3 separate regions of the Mus musculus genome follow, and regions 2 and 3 are each linked to region 1. The links are chromatin contacts, called in public promoter capture Hi-C maps. All regions are on one chromosome and are shown on one strand. The core of a region is the stretch at or near the end of the contact, and the rest is flanking DNA. Distances in the headings are between cores, read along the strand shown. Region 1 holds the start of Krtap31-2 (keratin associated protein 31-2). Region 2 holds the start of Krtap4-1 (keratin associated protein 4-1). Region 3 holds the start of Krt20 (keratin 20).

Evidence for each region. Promoter capture Hi-C pulls out the DNA fragments that hold promoters and counts their contacts.
Region 2: a promoter capture Hi-C map of embryonic stem cells shows a contact between it and region 1, with 2.2 times the contacts expected there. The contact joins the promoter of Krtap4-1 here to the promoter of Krtap31-2 in region 1. A contact is called at or near these places in 5 of 39 promoter capture datasets (the HPC-7 cell line, cranial neural crest, embryonic stem cells and 1 more) and 2 of 9 other capture datasets (adipose tissue and macrophages).
Region 3: a promoter capture Hi-C map of embryonic stem cells shows a contact between it and region 1, with 5 times the contacts expected there. The contact joins the promoter of Krt20 here to the promoter of Krtap31-2 in region 1. A contact is called at or near these places in 10 of 39 promoter capture datasets (the C10 cell line, the HPC-7 cell line, cranial neural crest and 5 more), 1 of 115 datasets of contacts at active chromatin or transcription factors (pancreatic cancer cells) and 2 of 9 other capture datasets (embryonic stem cells and macrophages).

The regions. Positions count from the first base shown.
Region 1 is chr11:99,933,929-99,938,466 of GRCm38.p6, reverse strand. Krtap31-2 (keratin associated protein 31-2) reads right to left here and starts at 2,176. Exons shown (of 1, transcript NM_001025244.3): 1 at 1,242-2,176. The coding sequence starts at 2,123. The coding sequence ends at 1,590.
Region 2 is chr11:99,625,310-99,630,059 of GRCm38.p6, reverse strand. It overlaps Krtap4-1 (keratin associated protein 4-1), which reads left to right and starts at 1,821. Exons shown (of 1, transcript NM_001048196.1): 1 at 1,821-2,831. The coding sequence starts at 1,878. The coding sequence ends at 2,387. The region is part of intron 4 of Gm32730 (a long non-coding RNA gene); the gene reads right to left.
Region 3 is chr11:99,435,923-99,440,388 of GRCm38.p6, reverse strand. Krt20 (keratin 20) reads left to right here and starts at 2,236. Exons shown (of 8, transcript NM_023256.2): 1 at 2,236-2,702. The coding sequence starts at 2,292.

The DNA of each region.
Region 1 (4,538 bases), core at 927-3,426:
CTATATCTCAGTTAAGTTAACTGAAATCAGAACCTTTTTAAATTTAAATTTAAAATTTTACTTCTGGCTGTTTATTGAATGTAGTGAAGGACTCTATAAAGTCCTTTTAAATCTATCATGTACTAATGTATTTTGAAGATATTTAGTCTTCCATCCCCCCTCCCCATGCCCCAACTAGTTATCCCTCTTTCTCACAGACAACCCGTAGGATTTGAAGTTTCTTTATAAAATCTTGAGCTTACAAATGAGAGAGCTTGGCTGATAATTTGTCATTCTGTGTTTGATTTATGCCACTCAATGTGATAATCTCATCCGCAGCCATTTGCTAACAATCAGTACAGTTAGAATATTAAAGGGTTATTGACACTTGCACATTTATGCCAGTCCCATGAACAATAGATAAAATGTGTGGAAACTGAGATGTCCATTAACAAGTAAATAGACAAAGAAAATATGATAGGAGGCCATTGTTATGTGTTGGGAGCCATTAAGACAACACAATTGTCCTGATCTCTGAATTGGGCCTCTCCCTTCGAGAAGACAAGGGGGTCAAAAGCGGGCCACAACACACTGTTCTGAGAACAACCACAGAATGTTCCAGCCCTAAGTCATCGCGGATGTCCTGACCACACTCTGATACCGCCAAGTTCCTGCTTCCCCGTGTAACTGCCTAAAGAATGTGCAATTCTATTGCCCCACCCCTCCCGCTGATAAGTACCTGTACTTCCCCTCTTGCTTGTGCAATTCTACTGCCCCATCCTTCCTGCTGAAAGGTACTTCCCCTTTTGCTTGTGCATTTAAACCTTGGGCCTGGCTAATACATTGGAACCTTGATGCAAACTCAGAACGTTTCTGTGTCATTATTCGCACAAGGTTCTCGTCTCTCTCTATCCCCCAATTTGGTTCTTAGGAGAAGGTCCCCTCGAGACTCTCGAATAACTGGACCTGCTGGATGGGTCAGCTATGTGATCCGCTTAAATGATGTGTATAAAAGCCAGACAGAAAAGAAGGGAACAGACCATTGGTTTATGGGAGCAGAGGTTGGAGGAACTATGAAGATAGCAATCAGTTGGTATTAGATTTCATTTGTGCCAGATAAAAACCTTTCATGGATCTGATGTTGAACAGCATGCTGAGTGTCACTGATACAAGGGAGCCTCGTTGAGTATTTAAACATCTTTTGATTAAGTAGATTTGACATGAAGTGACTTATCAAAATATAATGACAGACAATATGGAATGAATGGCAGCAGAGAGTTTATTTGAATTACTTGTTTCTAGTGATACAAATCGGAAGTGAGCAGAAAGAAGAAAAAGAGTACACAAAAATTGGGGGTAACCCAGAAGAAAATACAGGTTAAATAAAGTTACATTTTAGGAAGTTATTTGATGAAAGATGTAAAGATCCTGGCCCAGAACTTTAACTGATGCCAGACCTTCATATCAGCCATCCAGGAAGACCATCCACAGTCTCAGGAGATGAGAGGCTGAGGGTGAGGGACTCCATCCTTTCTCAAAGCATTTCATCTCTTAAGAAAGACTCCATTTGTCAGGTCCCCTGGTGAGAACATGAAGTTGGCCAGCAAAGGTTAAGAGGTGGCTTCGTGCACACAGGGCATGCCAGCTCTCGCAGGAGCATGGCTTTGTTCCTTTGGGAGCTGGTCATCAGTGGGAGATGGGCACACACAGCAGGGCTGGCAGCAGGGTGTGCTGCAGCCAATGATCACACAGGAGGGTTTAAAGGAGATGGTCTTGCAGCAGCTGGTTTCACAGCAAGTTGGTTGGCAGCAGAGCTGGAAGAGGCTAGGCTGGCAGCAGGTGGGCACGCAGCAGCTGGGCTGGCAGCAAGGTGTGCTGCAGCAGATGGTCACACAGGTTGGCTTGCAGCAGTTGCTGTCACAGGAGGCAGGGTCACAGCAGGTTGGTGGACAGCACAGCTGGGAACAGCTGTTGACAGTCTTGGTGCTGTGGCAGCAGATAGACTTGCAACAACAGGGTGTGCTGCACCAACTTGGGGCGCAGCAGATGAACACAGGGCAGCTGGATTCAGAGCTGGATTCAGAGCTGCTGGAGGTCCTGCAGGAGGTGGTCTTGCAGCAGCATGGCTGACAGGTGTGGGTCATGGTGTCAGGAGAGGAGGGTGATAGTCTATTCCCAGGTGAGTTTTACACAATGTAGCAAGTTCTTCCAGTCAGGGCCTTTTATACAACAGGCCTCCAAGGTTTGGACCAATCAGAAGGAGGTTTCTTTCTTGTTTATTATTTTCCATATTTAATTTGTGTTCATCAAGGAAGAATTCCTTACCCAATGCTCTGAATCATTTGCAAGCATTCATTACTTATCTGGTGATAACTTACTTGAAGACTTACTTGAAGTTTTTCCAACAAATCAGGGATTCATCCCACCAGTTTTGTTATAACTCTGATGGTCATCTGGGCCTTCGTTAGCTCCTGACTGTATGGCAATATCAAGATTACTGTATTCTTGCAACCTTCTCCCCATATCCCTACTTAGAAGTATAAATGTCTCTGCATATGAGTGTGGTGTATTCACAATCATGGACTCCACACCTATTTCCCTGTCTTTTTGCCCGCAATGTCCAATTCCAAACTGTCTTAGCTGTCAATCTCTGTGTAAATTCCTCTCACTGTGTATCTGAGGCATAGTAAGGGTGCTGTGAGCTAGGGTTTCTGGAACAATGTGTTTCATAGCAGAGTAAGCATAGTAAACCAATACTGGAGGAATGAAAACAAGCAAACGAAGGAACAAACAAACAAACACCCAGCACTTAGGAATAAGCAGACATCAGGGGATGTGTGGGTGAGCATGAGTCTTGACTCTGACTGGGGCAGCTCCTGGGGTAGATGTACTTTTAGCTTTAGAGCCAGACAAACTGGAGTGGGCAAGATGACTCCAGTGCACAGGGGCTGTCTGCAGCATCAAGGATCTTAGACTGGTGATCTTTCCCATGATTCTCTTTTACTTCTAACCCTATCTCTCTGTCCGGCCTTTCTCCTTCAGTTTCCATTTCTTTTCTTTCTATTCCATGAAGGAATCATGTACCTAATTTATTACCCATTTCACCTGTGAGGACCAAGATATGCCCCCTTCCTTTTCTACTACTCATACTAATAAATGTAAATTATTAATTTCTCATTTGAGAGAATAAAGAGCAAACACAGCCATACCAGTATTAAAGAAATGGAAACCAACCCAGTTCCTACAAATCATTTCATGTCACTCACCCCCAAAGGCTGTTCCTACTACCATCCAGGGTCTGTTTGTCGTCCAGTCCTGGGCATCATGTTTAACCTCAATGCCAATCAAAATCATTCTGTCTTTGTTCATAGGATGATTGTGACAATCTTCACCATCCTGACCCCAAGTTTGCTTGCTCTGATTCCTGTGTACTTTTCAGCTGGATGAATTTGACACAGCTCATTGGCTGAAACTTTTTCGTAGAAAATAATTTGGGACTATTCATTACCATGCTGCCACAAGTGTTTGTGTTTTAGATGCTGCTGCTGACTGTACAGAACTGGGTACCTGGACACTTGCTTCTCACTAAATGCTTGTGCATTCCTTTGCAGGAGCCTAAGCCTTTTTCACTAGGTTTATTCTTGGATATTTTCTTTTTTATTGCCCTACATGGGTTTCAATTTATAACTTTCATTTTTGTTTCTTATGACATATGGAAAGTCACTTCTACCCTCTCTCCTGGCCCCTGTGGTTTCCTCTGGAATCATTTTCTCTTCCCAAATAGTCCTACTGTTCTTTCCTGTGCTCTCCCCTCCTTCGATGAGGAAACATGAATTCTGTCTTTTTGAGTCTGAATTACTTAACAAGACGATCTCAAATTTAACCCATTTTCTGGCTAGTGACAACATTTGTCCTTCCTTATGTATGCTATGTTTTATTTATGAATTTGTCCACTGACAGACACGAAGCTGCTTCTTTGTTTTATGTATTGCATAGTCGATTAGATTGCTCATATGGTGGTTCTAATTTTAGGTTTTTTTTTTTAAAGATCTTACAAGCTAATTTCCATACAGCTTGTACTAATTTACAGTCCCATTAACTGTGTGTAAAGGTTTTCTTCCTCCCTCCCCCTGTATTCTCACCAGCACTTGTTATTGTTTGTTTTCTTGATGACAGCTGTTCTTGACAGGAATGTGGTAGAATTTCAAAGAACTTTTTTTTTTTTTTTTTTTTTTGGTTTTTTTCGAGACAGGGTTTCTCTGTATAGCCCTGGCTGTCCTGGAACTCACTTTGTAGACCAGGCTGGCCTCGAACTCAGAAATCCACCTGCCTCTGCCTCCTGAGTGCTGGGATTAAAGGTGTGCGCCACCACGCCCGGCTCAAAGAACTTTTTATTGGTATTTTCTCACGGCTAATGGTGTTGAATATTTTTCCATGTATTTTTTTTTATTTAAGACCTTTATTAACAGGTGCTTGCAGTTTGTTGACTTTTTTGAAAAAATCAAGTTGTAAACTTTATTACAAATTAAAAATGAAGTTCTTAAAAATCTCAACTTGAC
Region 2 (4,750 bases), core at 572-3,071, 310 kb after region 1:
TTAGTTGCTTCATTTAAGTCATTGCATTAAGATTAAGTCTTAATCTTGTGCCAAATGCTTCCCTCTGCCTGTGTCCTATCCAACCACTCACAGAAAGGAGTAAGGGCTACTTGTTCTGTGCTAAGAACAGTCAGCAAAAACTCTTTCATATATATTGCCAAAGTCTTTCTCTCTCTCTCTCTCTCTCTCTCTCTCTCTCTCTCTCTCTCTCTCTCTCTCTCACACACACACACACACACACACACACACACACACACACATACACCACAACAGTCTCTGACCAAAAGTAAATTCCCCTTTATGAGTCATTGCTTATCTCATTTAAGATCCTTTGGTATGCATTACAGCCTTATGATATAAAATATATTATTAATAATATTATATGGAAATATATTATATATTAATAAAATATAATATTGTATTTTATATTATATATTATATAAAATATTTCTGTATGTCTTTCTGGAGAAGGATTAAGTGTTGGGAAATTTTATTTATCTTTAAATCGTGAAACTGAACAGTAAGTTTTTCACTCACCAAGTCATTCAAAAAACGTACAGAGTAGGTTCTATACTTTAGTAACATTTTGTCACATTTATCTACCTACCTACTTATCTATCTATCTATCTATCTATCTATCTTTCTATTTATTTATTCATCTATTTATTATTTATTTATTTATTTATTATGTGTGTGAGTGTGGGTACATGCATCATGTGGATTCCAGAGTTGGAATTCAGATCATCAGACTTGGCAACATATAGACCTGATAAGTCTACATAATATATATTTATAAATGTATAAATATTATATAAAATATGTACATGTATATGCACATGCACATACATATGCATATATGTATATATATGTATATATGCATGTATGTGTGTGTGTGTGTGTGTGTGTGTGTGTGTGTGTGTGTGCGTGTATGAATGTGTATATTTCAGACCAGTAATGAGACTCAGAGACTCAGCAGGTAAAGGCATGTGCTGTCAAGCCTGGTGACCTGAATTCCGGCCCCAGGTCCCACATGGCGCGTGTACCCACACACAATAAATAAACAGGTGGATAGGTAGAGAAACGTGATAAAATGCTAATAAAATATAGTACCTACTCTGTACATTTTTTAATGTCTTGGTGAGCAAAAAAAAATCTACTGTGCAGTTTCATGATTAAAAGATGAATAAAATTTCCCCACTCTTAATCGTTCTTCAGAAAGACATACAAAAAAACTGAGTTTCTATTATTTCTAGGTAGTTGCACCACTGCCAAGCTCTTCGACTTAAGAGACTGGAATGAGATCTGATAATTTAGAATGTTCTCAGGTCTGCACATTTCCCAGATCCTCTAATGGACACACAAAATCACCATCATTCTCATGAAAGATGGACAGTCTCCTTCTAAATGGCCTTTCCTTCTAACTCCTTCTAATCTCACCTGGGAGGAACACTCCTTGATAGCAAAAGGCATACTGGAATTTGTGGAAGAGCATTTCTATGATTTTCAAGGAATGTACGGATGGAAGGGAATGCCACGTTTAAAAAACAAAATGCCAGAGAGTCCTGTGACAAGTTACTTGTAGCAACAGGTGACCCACTATGGAAAAAAATGCGAACAGTGTTTCAGTTGCAAACACAGGAGCCATCAGGAAAAAGAAATGTCATGTTTTCTTTCTTTTGGAGTATTTAACTAGAAACATTACAATTATGTAATTAAATAATTAACTTTTCCAAGAAGGAAAATACTAACAAGGAAATAATGATGTAGTCATATGAGGTGTTCAGCGAGGTATAAAAGGGGGCGTGGGGCAAGGAGACTTCCAAACCCAACATCTTCACTCTCTCAGAAACCCACCCAGAATCTCCACCTCTGACACAATGGTCAACTCTTGTTGTGGCTCTGTCTGCTCTGAGGAGAGCTGTGGCCAAGGCTGCTGCCAGCCCAGCTGCTGCCAGACCACCTGCTGTAGGACCACCTGCTGCCGCCCCAGCTGCTGTGTGTCCAGCTGCTGCAGGCCCAGCTGCTGTGTGTCTAGCTGCTGCAGACCCAGTTGCTGCAGGCCCCAGTGCTGCCAGTCTGTGTGCTGCCAGCCCACCTGCTGCCGCCCCAGTTGCTGCATTTCCAGCTGCTGTCGACCTTCCTGTGGTAGCTCCAGCTGCTGTGGTTCTAGCTGCTGCCGCCCCTGCTGCCGCCCCTGCTGCAGCCCTTGCTGCAGCCCCTGCTGCCGCCCCTGCTGCCGTCCCTGCTGCCGCCCCTGTTGCCGCCCCTGTTGCTGTCTGAGACCAGTCTGTGGTCAGGTCTGCTGCCAAACCACTTGCTACCGCCCCACCTGTGTCATCTCCACCTGCCCCCGCCCCATGTGCTGTGCCACACCCTGCTGCTGCTGAGATCCCTAATCTAGGCACATCTCCACGTACAGATATGTACCATTCTTGCATGTGAACCCGTAGGACACGTGGAATCTGTTTGGCATCATTTAGCAGGATGGACCACACAATTCTTGTGAGCCACCATCTTCCGCAGAATCAGTCAACACCTCCTGGCTCACATTACATTCTCTTGTTTGCTACCATGTCTTTCTAATGTTTGCACTGTGCTGAAATTAATCTCTAAGTTGTGAGCTAAGAATTCATCCTAGTTCTCCAAATGGATTGACTTTGTAGCTCTAAATTATTCTTCCCAGTAAATAAGACACTTTCTACAGCCTTTGTCTTAGCATTGACTTTACAACCCCAGACCTGAGGGGCTGGGTCTATTCTGTATGTTTTCCCCTAAAATGAATTTCTTTTATTCTGTTGTTTCTATTCTTTCTAATAAACTTTCTTACATATAAGAATTCATTGGTACTGTCTGTGTCTTCCATAACCATTGCACTCAATCATCGAGGACTTCGGACTGGCTGGTTATGAGCAGCCACTGCTCTTTGCAAAGGATCTGAGCTTATTTAAACTCACCGCAGCCCCGGGCTCAGGGGACTGGCTACCCTCCTTTGGCCTCCATGGGCAACTGCACTCATGTGCACATGCAACTCCTCCACACATATACACAGATACACACACACGTACATATCCCTTAAAATAAAAATTAATCTTTAAAACATAATTGAGGGGACTGGAGAAATAACTTTACTGCTCTCTTCCAGAGGATCCGAGTTTGGTTCCCAGCACACACACTGGATGGTTCACAACTACTTATAACTCTATCTCCAGAGGATCTGATGCCTCTGTCCTCAGTGGACAGTTATATACATGGAAACATAAAATTAAAACTAAGATAAATCTTCACAAAATTGAAGATTTACATTTTATATAAATACAGTAGAAATTTAACTATATATAAATCATTTAAAAGATAAATGCTATGTGATATAAACCCACGAAATGTGTATTTGTATACATGTGTCTATATTGGGAAAATTTTAACTCACATCTTTGTTCTTAATTAAAATACTTATGCCTTTAGTATATGACACCTTTAATCCCAATCAAATCAATTTTGTAGAACATAAAAGCAAATTTCTGAGGGAAAAAAAGTACATGCCAGTGAAATAAAAAAAAAATCTTTTAAAAATGCAATGAACCAGGTGTGGTACTGAATGCCTTTAACTCCATTATTCAGAAAAGCTGAGGCAGAAGAATCTTAAGTTGAAGGTAACCAAGCTACGTAATAAGTATTAGGCCAGGCAGCGCTAGATGGCAAGGCCATGTCTCAATTAATTAATAGACTAATATAAAACAATGTCCTCAACTTATTTCAATTAAAGAATCAGCATGTGAAAATTTATAATCACAAAGTGACTTGTATTACTCATGGAATTGCACTCTGAAGAAATGCGTATTTTGTTGTGTTTTCAAGGGCCTGTGACTCATCTGGATAGTGTGGAATGTTTCAGAACGTGGTCTTTTGGAGTCTTTGTACCTCAAGCATTTCCATTCTTAATATTTTATCAGAAACATACCTTCAAGACTGGAATTCTTAAGCTCCTTTTCTCTTTTTGAGGAGTTTAAAAATTAGGTCATAGTAGCCACGTGTGGATGCACATCTATTTCAAACAGACCCTATTCTAACAGCTCTTTAAGACACAAAGCTAGCTCATCAGTGAGTTAGCCCAATGTGGTGGTTCAAATGACCCCCATAGGCTCATAAGGCGTGGCACTACTAGGAGGTGTGGCCTTGTTGGAGGAAGTGTGACACTAGGGGTGGGCTTTGAGGTTTCAGAAGCTCAAGCCAAGCCCAGTGGCTTTCTTTCTTCCTGCTGCCTGCCCATCCAGATGTAGAACTCTTGGCTTCTTCTCTAGCACCACATTTGCCTGCATGTTGTCCTGCTTCCAGCCATGTCAATAATGGGCTAAACCTCTGAACTGTAAGCCAGTTCCAATTAAATGTTTTCTTTTATAAGACTTGTAATGGTCATGGTGTCTCTTCACAGTAATAGAAACCCTAACTAAGACACCCAGTGGTGCAGTTATCATTCTCATGGTCGAATTGCACCGCAGCTGGGAACCAAGTCCTAACACAGGAGCCTTTTAAAGGTGTCATTCTTTCACACATGGGTCCCTAAGGGACACTCATCCAAACCATTTGTCAGCTGGATGCCTGGTCTTTCGTCTCCTCATGGGCTTACCCCAGCTTCTTTGTAGGTTGCTGAAGTTGTTTCAGAGAGAAGGATGAAACATCAACACCTAAGACTCAGGTCCCGTAACTTGTATAGCATAAGTTCCACCATGTTCTTCTGGTCCCAGCAAACTGT
Region 3 (4,466 bases), core at 987-3,486, 500 kb after region 1:
CCACACTTAGTACTAACTATGGATTCAAGTGGTACTTTTAAACATCTTCAGTATATGCTAGTGTGTGAAACTCAGTGGAGACTCACCTCAAATTTTGGACAGTTTTAAGGGTATAGTTTTCCAGTGCCTTTAAACCTCTTTCTCTCCTACCCAATTACTCAACACCAAAAACCACATTCACTTACACACACACACACACACACACACACACACACACACAAAATCTATATGTCTCTAAAAGCTTGCTAACTACAAATTTCAGCCGTGACATCTATTAACAAATTGGCAAAGATGAGCTGAGTTACGTATGAATAGCAATGCTGTCCACAGACACCATACAGGGTCTAATGTGGGGTTAGCCTGTCAGTTTCTACTTCTGTATAGCTTTTCCTTTATCACTTATAACTGAGATGAAATATAACACAACTTATCACTTAAAGGCATGTTATTTATAAGACAAAAACAATAGGCTCTTACTTTCTTTTAGAAGAGAGTTATTTGGAAAAGAAACATAAGCGGATTGTGAATTTGTGAGTGAGTGTGTGCGCGTGCGTGCGTGCACACATTTTCAGTCAGAAGTCTGAATGAAAGGAGATGTATGCAGAAGTTCTTTGCTCCACCCTTAGGGAGAGCTTAGCATCAGTCCCCGCTGGTGAGATGGGGCCCACACGTGTGCCTGGAGGAAGCAACAAAGTCTCCTGCATAGAAACAGATTCCACCTCTAGAAGGAATGTTTCTACTCAAACAAATCAATAGACCGAGTGGCCGGGGCACAGAGTAATTGCCCTCTTATATCAGCAGCTTCTGGGAAGTTAGATGTGAGTCCTGTAGCCACCTGCAACCTTCTTTCCACTCTCGGGGAGCCACTTTGCTGTGAGCGTAGGAATCTACACAGTGAAACTGGGATCCATCAGGGGTCCTAAGAGGCAGCTCCTACAGCCAGCGTTAGGAAGATAGAAGCAAAAAGAATCCCCTGGTGGTGTCTAGCTGGCCTCAGACAGAGGAAGCAGTATGCAATATATGCAATATGCCAGTTATTAAAAGCAGGAGTTTCGCAGTAATTTAATGTTGCTGTTTCTTTTTTAAGAAGCACTAGATTTAAAAATATTTGCAAGATTCTTATAACAAGTTTGTTTTTGTTTTTGTTTTTTTTTTTAAATAAGGTCCCCTTGCTAACCTAGATGTTCCTGGCAGTTGCAGGCTGCTGGGAGCCAGGCAGAGGATCTATGACCTCTGACAGGCTGCTCACACACCCAGTCCAAGGCCGCACACCCACAAGCATACAGGCAGCACTAATTAGATCCAGTTGGTTATTTTTAAAAAGAAAAAGATAAAAAGAGGTATGAAGTTTGGGTGGGGTTGTGTTAGGCGCTTCGGAGGCAGCTGGAGAGGCGAGTGGGAGAGGAGTTTATCAAGATACGCTACATGTGCATGGATGAAATTATCCAAAAATGCTATTTAAAATATCTTTTTTTAAAAAACTCCAAAATCAACTGACCCACCGCCCACCGATAATCATTTACATATTCACCTACTGACCGTATTCAATTCTTAAACGGGGGTGGGGGGAGCTGCACTTTGAGACAGTGTCTTGTTACACAACACTGGGCTAGACTGGAACACCTTACTTCAACCAGGCTGGCCTCAAACTAGTCCTGATCCCCCCCACCTCTGACTCCCGGGTGCTAGAATCTCAGGTGCACACCCACACACCCAGCTTCACTCAAGACATTTCAATAGACTGTAAATATAAATTCTAAACAAGGATAAACTTAAAAGTAAAAAAAAAATTTAAAGAAGCATAAAACATTTTTTAAAAGAAAATCATTTGAACAAGCCATTGTCTTTTCTCACCAGTGTGACTTATATTATGTTCCCACAGCTGTCTTGTTCGATGCCTGAATTATTCATATAGATTGTAAATATTCTTTATTTGTATACAGGATGAAAAAAAAAAAACCTGCCAGGGCAGGTGCAAGACCTGAAAGGACACCCCTTCCTCGTCCTTTTTGTTATCTCTGTTTATTAAAAAGAAACCTCCACTCCCACCACCCCCACAGGAAAGCCTTTAAAAAGTGCCTCTGGTAGAAATTTCTGGAATGGAATGAAACGTATTGCCGTACAAAAGAGGGGGAAGGGGAGACAGGAAGGTGGACTGTGTCATTCCTGAGGTGACACGGCAGCAGAGGAGGAGTCTCTTGAACTCTATAAAAGGTCATCTCCACAGCAGCCCGAGACAGACAGGCTGTGCTCCAAGTCCAGGCTACAGGCGTTGCCTCCCTACATCCCAGATGGATTTCAGTCGTCAAAGTTTTCACCGAAGTCTGAGTTCCTCCTCACAAGGCCCAGCACTCAGCATGAGTGGCTCGCTGTATAGGAAGGGGACTGTGCAGCGTCTGGGGGCTGCACCCAGCGTCTATGGTGGGGCTGGAGGCCATGGCACTCGCATCTCTGTCTCCAAAGCCGTAATGAGCTACGGGGGTGATCTCTCCAACGGATCGGACCTGTTTGGGGGCAATGGGAAACTGGCAATGCAGAACCTGAACGACAGATTGGCAAACTACCTAGAAAAAGTGCGCTCCCTGGAGCAATCCAATTCCAGACTTGAAGCCCAGATCAAGCAGTGGTACGAAACCAACGCGCCGAGCACCATCCGAGACTATAGCTCCTACTACGCACAGATTAAAGAGCTGCAAAATCAGGTGAGCCATGAAGCCTGTAATTTCTACCTCACTGTTTAGTTGCCTAATGGATTGAGAGATGTATGCTAGGTGAATTCGAACACATGAAGCAGATTAGGTTGAAATGTATAATTGAAAAAAAAATGTATTTTATCATGTGGTATCTGTAAACAGGATGAGTCTAACTCACATTTTTTCTAAAACTTCAACTAATTATATATAAAATATGATCATTTTATCATCCAAAATTGCAGTTCAAATCTTTGTTATGGCTTACAATATAAGGTCTTCATTGTGGATAATCTTATTTTTCAAAGACCTCCAATGGTTTCTATATGTGAGTTTGCCAGTAGTCTTTACTAACTTTGAAGACTCAAGTTGATTTAAAGAGATTTTTCATCTTTCATTATATGAATGTTATAACAAATATATTAACCTACTATGGGTATAAATAACAAAAGGGTTCAGGGTGGATACAGATTACAGATATTAATGATATGTATACTGATTGATAAATAGTTGTGTGATAGGGGATGGATGGATGGATGGATGGATGGATGGATGGATGGATGAACTGCTCTTTGATACAAGATCTGTGTATCCCAGGCTAGTCTGGACCTCACCATCCTCCTGCCTCCACTGCCTCAGCACTGGGGTTAAAGAACTGTGCCACCATACACGGTTCTGATACCTGGATTTTTTAGTGTCTTATTTAATTATCTCCTCACTATCACCAAGCATTTTATAATGCACCTCTGTGATAATAAAATGTTCTATTGCCCCCAATTTAAGTTTATTACAGTCATATCACAATCTGTTCCTGTGTCATCCATGGTAGGTGGGGTTCCCCTTTCTATAAAGCCAATGGAATAAAAGTGGGAGACTTCGCTCCTGACTGAGGACCTCAAGCATCGGCACACACCATTTGCCCAGCCCCGGGGTTCTTATCTCATCAGGAAAAGCCTCCCCTTGGGTTTTGTTTAAATCTCGAAATGATTGCAAAGGCCTTTAGAGCAAAGACCTTTGTCTTAACCACAGGCCTCTTGTCTTGAGTTCTGTTTGAATTACAGGCATCAATGCAGCTTAATTCAGACTTCATAGCCCATGAAGCTGTGTGGTGCTTACATTGCCCTTCTCATCAACAGGACGGTCCTTCAGGCTTCTCGATACAACACAAAATTCAAATTAAGCACTTCTCTCATGGTTGACGCTTTTGAATTGACTTGGGGATTACCCATAGTACTTAGGCACAGCCATTAGTGACCAGTGGTTAGGGACCTCTCTCCAGGAATAGCCGCTGAAAGGGATATGTCTAAAATCTTCTAGAAGTAGACTTCTAATCTACTTCTTAATACGGTGTTTGCCTTGAAACATGAGAACCTGACTTCAGTCCCCAGGTTACAAAGCAAAGCTGTAGAATGACTGTGTGTGCTTGTACTCCCAGCATTGGGAAAACAAGCAGATTCCTGGGACTTGCTGGTCAGCCAGCCTGGCCAACTTGGTGAGTTCCAAGACAATGAGAGACCCTGCCATACACACACACACACACACACACACACACACACACACACACACACAAAGGTAGCACTTAAGGAATGGCATGTAAGATTGTCCTCTGACCTCCACATACATACACCTGTGCATATAAACATGTACACACAGAGAGAGATGCACACAGATCCAGGATGTATCCATCCTTCTGTCCTGCGCCTAACTCCTACAGATAGCAAGTGCTTTAAGTGGAAACAGGCACAGACCACAGAAACCATCACTCAGAGAGGTAGA